Linked DNA regions of Mus musculus: region 2 is linked to region 1. A link is a contact called in public promoter capture Hi-C data. All regions are on one chromosome and are shown on one strand. Each heading gives the region's core, a stretch centred on a gene start, on an enhancer-like site or on the middle of the called end of the contact. The rest is flanking DNA. Distances are from core to core; before and after follow the strand shown. Region 1 holds the start of Tent2 (terminal nucleotidyltransferase 2). Region 2 overlaps Gm31977 (a long non-coding RNA gene).

Region 1 (5,161 bases), core at 1,759-4,258:
CAGTGCTTGGAAAGCTAAGCGAAGATGATCAACAGTTTGAGACTAGCTGGGAAACCACAGCAAGTTCACACTCAGCCTGGGCCAAAGAAGACTCAAAAAACAAGAAAATTCTATCTCACAGCTAGCAGTAGTGGTACATTCCTGAAATCCCAGAACTCAGGAGGCTGAGGCAGATGGAATGTGAAGTGTAAGTACAGCCTGAGTTTCAAAGGAGTGAAAAATCTATCTCTAAAAGCAAACAAGGAGGACTGGAGTGTTTGAGGTCAAGAGCACTGACAGCTCTTACAGAGGACCCAGGTACAGCCCTCACTACCAACACGGTGACTCCAGTTCCAATCAACAATATGCTGGTTTTTTTCTTCTGGACCCAAACAAGTCCTATATGTCTGCATTCAGACTTAAAAGATTCAGAAATGTCGGTAATAAGCTCTCACTTTTATTTCTATACCATTACATGATCAAATCCAAACTAAGTAGAAGTCAAAAGAGGATATGGTATACAGAACTACCCTACAACATTAAAACCAGATGATTCTTGGCTTAAAATTTTCTTAGCCAAAAATTCTAGGGTACATATCTAACTCAGTATATTCAAATGCAAAATAAGTATTAACTTCCATATATTATTTTATTGAGAAATATTCTCCCTGTGTAGCCTTGCTGTCTTGGAACTCTAGGCCTGGCTGGCCCTGAACTCACAGAGATCAGCCTGCCTCTGAGAAACAGTCATTCTTCTGGAGTCCTAAAATAAAATACTAGTCAGGTTCTCTCAGGAATCCTGACCCTTAAGCCAAACTTACCTGACAGACTTCAAACAGAACCATTCCTAAGAAAGTTAACCAACAGCATTCTAGGCTTACACCCCCCACCCCCATAGCCTAAACAATCCTCTAGAGATAAGAAAGTTAATCAAAACCCAGAGATTTCAAAACTGTTTTCTAATATACTTCAATGATTGTAATGATATTAAAACAATAATCTACTGCAAAAACACAAAGGAGCCAGGTGTGGTGGCATACAAACCTTTGATCCCATTGCTTAAAAGACAGAGGGAGGCAGATCTCTGTGAGTTCAAGGCCTGCCTGGTCCAAAAACATGGTAAGGTCTAGGCTAGCTAAAGCTATAGAGAGAGATCCTGACTGAATAGCAAAACAAAACACAAGAGATGTTTGTAAAATAGTTTAATGAAATAAGATCAAGTGAAACTATCATCACTATATCAGAACTTCATAAAATTTTAACCATTTTCGTTATAGTCTTTAAAAAGCTTCCCCCACTAGAGACTACCTGTAAGTTATTTCACATTTTCTGTAGTAGTATGACTAAATTTTATAGTAACATCCAGAAATAGATAGTATCCTACTTTTCATATCTTAAAAGTTACTGGCTTTTAAATCTGTACAAAACAATAAAATAGGATAATCTAGGTAAAATGTGTACTGTTTTTAAAAAGCATTGTACTACTTCTTGCCTTGAGAAAAGAACCTTAAAGACTGTTTTGTCTAATATGCTTAAATCAAGGCAAGATTAATACAGGTTTATGTGTAAATGAAGACACGAGACAAGACAGTAACAGAGTATTTCTAGTGATAACAGTATTTGGTCTCTTAATTTGCAACTGGAATTAACTTTAGTCAAATTGATCTCAACAAGAAGTTATAGACTACTCAAGTTTACATAACTGTCTCTTCACCAAGATTCCTGAGAAAGTAGCAATTTCCTACAAGAACTGCATGGCTTAATCAAGTTATGTGTGCACTCTAAGTGTCTTGGATCAGTTCTTTGTTCTACAACACAAGTGTAACTCCCAGATCCTGCTCAGCATGCACTGTCAAAACCACCTTCAGGCTCTGAACAGAGCATTCTTTTTATTAAAAATTAAATTCCATCTAAGAGTTTCACAGAGTCTGTGTATTTCTCGAACACATACAATTGGGGCAATTCACACCAACCAGTGTTTCTATTACAGGTTACTAATCAGTACAGATTAACCGTGTTAATAGCTGTTAACACAGCAAAGCCCTATAGTACTAAACTATGTACTATGATGGTAGTGTGACTTCACAAAAACCATACGCTAAACACGTTAAATTTCCAATCCTGTTTGACCTGCACAATTTTTCCTCTTCCTCTTATCAACAAACTAATTACTTTAAACAACGCTCAAATAGGGCAAAACAAGAAACTTAAATCACAGATACCAGGAAACACATTGCCCCTTGTGTTCTTAAGCAGTTAAAGAAAGGAGAGCCCAACCACAAATATGACTAGGAAAAGTGAATTCGACCATCAGCCAGTCCTGACCTGACTGAGATGACTCCATGCTGTTTAATTGTCTCAGAGATAAATGCCTTCCACAAGAGTTCGTTAATTTAGACATTTACCTTGGGTCTCCACTGCCTTTTGGAACTCCAAGAGGGAGTATCAAGACAGTCTTACTCTTTCGGTCTAGGGAGTGAGGAGAGGGCGGGAGGCGACATGAGAACTAGCGAGAAGACAGATCAGAGAAAGGCCAACATTCTTCCCAAAGTCCGGCGGCCTGGGAACGCCCCTAATCCAGGGAGCTCCGGGGGAGCGCCAGGCTCTCCCGCGCAAAACACAGCGCCAGTCTCAGCCAAGTTTCACGCGCCCGGCCGGGGACCGGGGCCTGCACTCGTGCATCCCCACCGAAGCCCTGAAACTCACCGGCGTCCACGCCGAAGGGCCGAGCGGGGCCCAGCGGCACTGCCCGCCAACACGCTCCCAGGCCGGAGCTGCCGCCCGAGCAGGCAGAGGTAGGAGCAGCCAGCGGCCCGGCGCAGCGAGGCCCAGCTCGGGCGGGCAGGGCGGCGGAGAGTCACGAGCCTAAGGCCAGGCCCGCGCGGCCGTGGAAGGCTGGGGGTGGCGACAACAAAAAGAAAGGGGGGTGGGGGAGGAAAAAAAAAAAAAGGCGGAAGACTAAAAAGTCGCCGAAAAGGCGGCGTAGACAACCCTGTCACAGGACCCGGAAGATCAACGTGACCCCGGAAAGGAATCATCAGCGGGAGCGAAAGGTCAGACTTCCGGCAGCCGACACTGGAGAGCGCGTTTGCTGAGCTGCGCAGGCGCACAGCCCCACCCTGGTCCAGCCAGGGAGTCTGCGGCGGCTGCTGAGATGGTGGCGAGGGAAGGTACAGCCCGGCCCTTCCGCAGGGCAGTAGGCCACCCCGCTCCGCTGGCGCCGCCTCCTAAGTTACGTGCCGCTGGCCATTTCCAGGAGGCCTGTTCTGTCCATGGAGGGCCTTCCAGGAGATATCCAAAACCAACCTTCCCATTGCTGGAAAGATCAGTATGAAATCGTGGGTGATGTTCTCCTCAACAACAAACAAACAAAAACAGTTTCTTGGAGACAAAATCATGCCTCTAAGGCCCCCAAAACCACCCACACATTACCCTGCCCTAGCTCGCACTCACTTGTCTAACAAATACCCACCATTGTTTCTCATTGAGAGAACTTTAGTATCTGGTGAAACTGTCTAAACTGCTTGATTTATTGATGAATATCTGTAAACAATAGCCCTGTTTTGTCCCCGTAGAATCTGACCGTTCCCAATCCCGAAAGTAATGATTTGTTTACTGCTTTTTGGTTTTCTTGTTATTTATTCTGGGTTTTTTTCCCCCATTGTTTTTAGTTTGGTTGTTTTTTTGTTTTTGTTTTGTTTTTGTTTTGTCGGGACAGGGTTTCTCTGTATAGCCCTGGCTGTCCTGGAACTCACTTTGTAGACCAGGCTGGCCTCGAACTCAATAGTTATTCAATTTTTAATTTTTCTACCTTAATTCACAAACTGAGGTCATTTCTGTGATAATACTTAGAGTCGTTTGATAACTTACTATATGAATAATAACTTAACTGAATCCCACTTATTTCGATAAAGAGTTTTCGTTTCACTTGACTTGCAAAGTCTTTATAAATTATATTTGAATCATTTAAATAATTTTTTAAAAAACTTGTCACGTGCTTCCGAGTATCATCTGATGTGGTAAATGTTAATTGTGCTTTGGTAATAAAGTATGTTCAGTTATTGTGTAGAGTATTTTATAAATGTCAGTTAAGTTGATCTTCAACATGGCTCTGGTTTCCTGTCTTGCTTGTCTTTTCGGGCATAAAAAGGGCATATAAGAAGGCTAGGGCCAAGACAGGTGTGGTGGTGCACGCCTTTAATCCCAGCACTTGGGAGGCAGAGGCAGGCGGATTTCTGAGTTCAAGGCCAGCCTGGGCTACAGAGTGAGTTCCAGGACAGCCAGGGCTACACAGAGAAACCTTATCTCGAAAAACCTAAAACAAACAAACAAAAATGTCAGCCTATCATGTATGAGTCTCTGGGTTCAATACCCAGCACTGAAAAAGTACTGAAATATGGCTATAATTATGGCTCATTCTCTATTTCTTTTCTGTCTGTCAGCTGCTACTGCCCTTATTTATCACCCGCCAGAGAAAGTTTTTATTGTTATGGAAAGATCTACATTGTAAACTGACCTACTTTTTGCTGTTATTATTACTCTGAAGTACGTTCTTTCTGAGCATAATGCAGGTATTCCAGCTTTATGGTGGATAGTATTCATGTGCATTTTAAAAGGGAGACTGTATTTATGAATTTTCTCCTCACTCTAACCAAAATATCTGATAGAAAGGTTTCAGTTGGCTCATGGCTTCAGAAATTTCAGTGCAGTGTAGCTAGGAAGTCATGAAAGAGTTCACCACAGCCAACAGCATGCTCACACCTGCCCAGTACCAAACTGATTCATCTTCACGAACTTCTATACAATTAGAATGGCTGTTTTAAACCATGAAGCTCCACTTAGGACTTCACATTTCCACTACCAATTACATTGTATACACTTCACCACCACATACACATTAAAGAGTTTTTTAAACTTAAAAAAAAAAACTATGACAGAATTGGCTCACAAATATGAAACACCAATAACTACTTTTAAAACTGTTCAACATCCCTAGTTATCAGAGAACTGTAAATTAAAATTACTTTGAATAAGTTAATTCTCACTCCAGACAGAATGCTATCATCAAGAAATCTGACAATAAATGTAGAAGAGGATGGAGGGTGAAAAAAAAAAACCTTACCCTGGTGGCAAAGCAAATCAATGAGCCAGTATGAAACTCAGTTGTGGGGGGCTGGAGAGA
Region 2 (5,161 bases), core at 1,199-3,698, 400 kb after region 1:
CCCGTCCCTCTTTGCTCCTCCATGGTAGAAACCATTAGATTGCGTTCCTAAAGCTAGCCCCAAAGGTCCATTCTCTTATTTGACCACTTCCTCCTTCTGAGGCTCACTACCAAGGTCCAGCTATCAAAGTATCGAAGCCCAGCAGTTCACCCCCAACCTTGTGCTTTTGGGAGCCCTAACTAACATGCTAATCAAAACAAAGCAACTCATCTGTCCACAGGGTTTCCCATTTTTCCTTTATAAATTGTCATTTGCCTACGAGCCATGTCCGTCTCTTCTCTATCCAGAGATAGACCTTTGTCTTTCAGGGACAAATATCCCTTCCCCCTCTTACTCTATATCTCTAGGCTCTCTAGTCTCTGGTTTGTAGTCATCCAAGCAGTGGCAGGTATGGGGTCCATCTCATGGTGTGAGTCTTAAGTCTGAATCAGACATCGGTTGGTTACTCCCACGAGATTTGTGGCATCATTGTCCTAGCATATTTTACAAGCAGGATAGATTAAGAGATCAAAGGTTTTGTGGTTGCTTATGTTCTCTTTTGGTAACCTTCAAAGTACCTTTCCATGTCAAAGACACTATAACACAAAGTGAAGTTTCTATGTAGGCACCAGCTCAACTTCCATGTTCAATGAGTTGTGTGAGCATTGCCTTCAGCAATGGGGCTGTCAGTTTGTGAAGATCAACCTAGTGCTTTGGCAACAGCGTGGGTTAAGAATTTTCATGGGACCCTTCTGGCTAACAACTCAATTGGATGTAACCCAGTCCCAATACTGGAAGCTTTATTTGGTGACAAGAGATAACTGGATGGGACTCCATCTCTCTCATTATTTGGAGATTTTGTTAGGAAACTTCCACTTTGTAGGGAATTTCTACTGAATTAGGTTCCCATACCACCCCTCAAATGTCCCTCAATTCTAGCTGTCTCTTCTCTCATTTGATCCCTTAATCCCATCTCCCCTCCCCATTCCCACCTGCTCCTTCCATTCTTGCCCCCCCCACATCAGTTCCTGTCCAACTATAAAATCTATTCTATTTCCCCTTCCTAGAGAAATTTATATGTCCCTCTAGTCCCTTTCTCTATGCCTAACCTTGCTGGGTATATGGATTATAGCTTGGTTATCATTTATATAATGGCTTATATCTACTTGTATGTATCCACAAGTGAATGCATACCATATTCATCTTTCTGGAGTCTGGGTTATCTCACTCAGGCTGTTTTTTTTTTCTAGTTCCATTTGCTTGCAAATTTCATGATGTCAATTTCTTAACAGGTAATACTCCATTGTGTAAATGTTCCACATTTTCTTTATCCATTCTTCACTTGAGGAACTTCTAGGTTGTTTATAGTCTCTGGCTGTTACGAATAAAGCAGCAACAAATGTGGTTGGCAAGTGTCCTTGTGGTAGGATGGAGCAACCCTTGGGCATATGACCCAGGGTGATAGCTGGATCTTTTTTTAAAAAAGATTTATTTATTTATTATATATAAGTACACTGTAGCTCTTCAGACACTCCAGAATAGGGGAGACTTTTTTGTTTTGTTTTGTTTTGTTTTTATGACAGGGTTTCTCTGTGTAGCCCTGGCTGTCCTGGAATTCACTTTGTAGAACAGGCTGGCCTCGAACTCAGAAATCCACCTGCCTCTGCCTCCCAAGTGCTGGGATGACTTTCATCATGGTGAACTGACTAAATAGGTGTTTCTTCTCTATATTTGAGGATGACTAACTAGTGGACTGCTGTGCCAATCACTCACCTCTCAGCCTTGATGTCTGGCAGACCTGTCTCCTGCCCTTCCTTCCTACGCTGGGGAGCTGACCCTTAAAACTGCAGTGTCCAGCTCCCACATCATTTGGCTTTGGTCAACCAGAATCACAAAAAGATAGGAGCAGGAGAGAAGCCATCTTAGGGTTTCTACTGCTGTGTGAAACAGCATGGCCAAAAACAACTTTGGGAAGAAAGAGTTTGTCTTACATATCCTGAATGGCAGTCCCTTGAGGAAAGCCATGGTAGGAACCCAAATCAGATGGGAACCTGAGGCAGGAGCTGATTCAGGGGCCACAGAGGGGTGCTGCTTACTGGTTACTCCTTTTGACTTTTTAAATCAGATTTTTATAGAACCCAAGACCACCAGCTCAGGGACAGCCCTACCCCCAGTTGGCTACTCTTATCAGCCATTAATTAAGAAAATGCCCTACAGGCTTGCCCACAGCTTGATCTTATGGAGTCATTCTCTCAGTTGGAGTTTCTTCTCAGATGACTGGCTTGTGTCAGTGTAGTGAGTTGAATACTTATGGCCCCCATAGACTCATGTGCTTGAATGCTTGGGGGAGTGGCACTATTAGAAGGTGTATCTTTGTTGGAATAGGTGTGGCCTTGTGGAGGAAGTTTGTAACTGTGGGGGCAGGCTTTGAGGGTTCCTAAGCTCAAGTTATGGCCAGTGTGAGTCTCCTTCTGGCTGCCTTTGGATCAAGATGTAGGACTCTGTGCTCCTCCAGCCCCATGTCTGCCTGCACGCCACAATGCTTCCTGTCATAATGATAATGAACCAAATTTCAGAAACCATAAGCCAGTCCCAATGAAATGTTTTTGTTTATAAGAGTGGATCTTGGTTTCTCTTCACAGCAATAAAACCTGAACTAAGTAAGGCTGACATAAAAACCAGCCAGCACCTCTGTCCCAATCTCATGCTCAGTGGCACCAGCAACAGTAGTTGAATGTCCTTTGTTCTCTAGCATGACAAAGTTCACCTCCCAGCTCTCTGACTAACACACCTCTACGATGCTTCAGCTTTGGGGTGAAAGCCACTTCCTCCTGTCTCCAGTCTGTGGGCTGTCTCAGCTGCCTGTTTCCTCTTTGAGCTTTGTTTATCCTTCTGCAACCACTGCCATAATCACAGTATAGTACTGTACAAACTGTGTACACACTTTGTTCAAAGTATAGCATATGTATGTCATGTCTGAAAGTGCCATCATGAAACCCTACACTTTGTACAGTTAATAAAAAATCCTGGCGAGATGGCTCAGCAGTTAAGAGCACCGACTGCTCTTCCGAAGGTCCTGAGTTCAAATCCCAGCAACCACATGGTGGCTTACAACCATCTGTAATGAGATCTGATGCCCTCTTCTGGTGTGTCTGAAGACAGCTACAGTGTACTTACATATAACAATAAATAAACCTTTAAAAAAAGAAAAAAGAAAAAAATTCTTTCAACTGAGTTGTGTGGTGTGGGTTCTGTTTTCCAGACACAGCTATGAATGATGGAGAGCTTATGACTAGACAAGTCGGGATATGCTAGATGGAGGTGGAAGAAAAGGAAGATTCAGGTTGGATCTCTTTCTCAGATTTTTGGTCTTTGAGACAGGGTTTCTCCGTATAGCCTTGGCTGTCCTGGAACTCACTCTATAGACCAGGCTGGCCTCAAACTCAGAGATCTGCCTGCCTCTGCCTCCCAAGAGCTGGGACAAAGAGGGCGTGCCTCCACCCTCTGGCCTGTTTTCTAGTTTTATTAAACTGGAGACTCATGATAGCCTCTATTCGCCGGGTGGTGGTGGCGCACGCCTTTAATCCCAGCACTTGGGAGGCAGAGACAGGTGGATTTTTGAGTTCGAGGCCAGCCTGGTCTACAAAGTGAGTTCCAGGACAGCCAAGACTATACAGAGAAACCCTGTCTCGAAAAACCAAAAAAAAAAAAAAAAAAAAAAAAAAAAAAAAAAAAAAAAGATAGCCTCTATTCCTCTTGATGTCTTTTCATCTGTCTTTTACAAGGCTTGTCACAGTAATTCTAAAAGCCATGTAGCCCATGCCTGCCTTGGTCATTGTTTTATTTCTGTGAAGAGCCACCACCAAGCCAACTCTTAGGAAAGAAAACCTTTAACTGGGACTTGTTTACAGTTTCAGAGGTTTAGTCCATTATCATCATGGTGGGAAGCATGGTAGCATGCAGGCAGACATTGGACCAGCAGCTGAAAACTACATCCTGACCCATGGCGGGGAGGGAGAGAGAGAGAGAGAGAGAGAGAGAGAGAGAGAGAGAGAGAGAGAGAGAGAGAGAGAGACTGGGGGGCCTGGGTCTGGAACCTCAAAGCCTGGCCCCAGTGACACACTGCCTCACCCCCTAATTCTTCTAACCTTATGGATGAGTTCCACTCCCTGGTGATTATGCATTCAATTATATGAGCTTATGGGAGCCATCCGTATTCAAACCACTACAATGCCTTCTTAAAGCATTCCAAAATCCCATCTTATCTAGAATAAGAGCTAAACATCTACCTGGGCACTATGCAAACTCCAGCAATTCTCATCATGTGAGTGATGTGAGTGGCGCCCCCTTTGGGGTCGAATATCAGATATTTACACTACAATTCATAACAGTAGCAAAATTACAGTTATGAATAGCAACAAAATAATGATATGGTTGGGGGTCAGCACAACATGGGAAGCTGTATTAAAGGGTTGTAGCATTAGGAAGGTTGAGACCCCCTAGGTTACTCCATCTAGTGTGTTCTTCATTATATTTACCATGATCTAAACTTACATCTTCTTTCAACCCAAAGGTTGAGAGCAGACAGCTTTCTTATGCTCACTTTCTATTCCTTTCATTCTGGCATCTAGTAAAGAGTCGGTCATCTTTTTTGTTTGTTTGTGTTTTGAGGAAGGGTTTTCCTTTATAGCCATAGCTCTCTTGGGACTCATTTTGTAGACCAGGCTAACCTTGAACTCAGGGATTCCCCTGCTTTTGCCTCCCGAGTGTCGGGGTTAAAGGCATCCACCCCCACACCTGGATAGTGTCAGGGGTCTTCTGAGGATGTCATAGCTAATGGTTGGTGGATATATAAACAACCCTTAGCCATTTCAAAGTGTTCATTGGCAAATCGTTTTTAATACTATAATAAATATTTTGTTTATTACTTTATAATTTTTATAATTCTGCTTCTGTAACATCTCTTTTAATTTTTTGCCCTGCTCCATCCCCCCCCTTCATTTTTCATGATAGTTGATACCTGTTTCTCAAAAAGAACTTCTGCCTTCTATTCTTCACAGAAAGTTAACCACTCTCTCAAGTTTTGTGCTCTCTCCTTTGAGCCTCAGAAGAAGGAAGTGGCAGATTCATGACAATCTCCAGCCTTTCCACTTCTTTCGTATACACGTGAATCAGTAGGGAA

The links. Promoter capture Hi-C pulls out the DNA fragments that hold promoters and counts their contacts.
Region 2: a contact with region 1 is called in a promoter capture Hi-C map of hematopoietic stem and progenitor cells, with 2.9 times the contacts expected there. The contact joins the enhancer-like site here to the promoter of Tent2 in region 1. A contact is called at or near these places in 3 of 39 promoter capture datasets (cranial neural crest, hematopoietic stem and progenitor cells and hippocampal neurons), 1 of 15 datasets of contacts at CTCF or cohesin (the NIH/3T3 cell line), 10 of 115 datasets of contacts at active chromatin or transcription factors (the SCID.adh cell line, T-cell acute lymphoblastic leukemia, astrocytes and 7 more) and 1 of 9 other capture datasets (pancreatic islet).

The regions. Positions count from the first base shown.
Region 1 is chr13:93,189,409-93,194,569 of GRCm38.p6, forward strand. Tent2 (terminal nucleotidyltransferase 2) reads right to left here and starts at 3,009. Exons shown (of 15, transcript NM_133905.3): 1 at 2,686-3,009.
Region 2 is chr13:93,590,718-93,595,878 of GRCm38.p6, forward strand. It overlaps Gm31977 (a long non-coding RNA gene), which reads right to left. Exons shown (of 4, transcript XR_873809.1): 4 at 5,006-5,161. Among named protein-coding and RNA genes, the nearest start is that of Gm31977, 5.1 kb to the right of the region's middle. Within about 2 kb of position 2,449, at least 45 of the 459 cell types and tissues checked have an H3K27ac peak or open chromatin away from gene starts, as enhancers often do. A contact at or near this core is called in T-cell acute lymphoblastic leukemia, hematopoietic stem and progenitor cells and memory CD8 T cells, where this site is marked.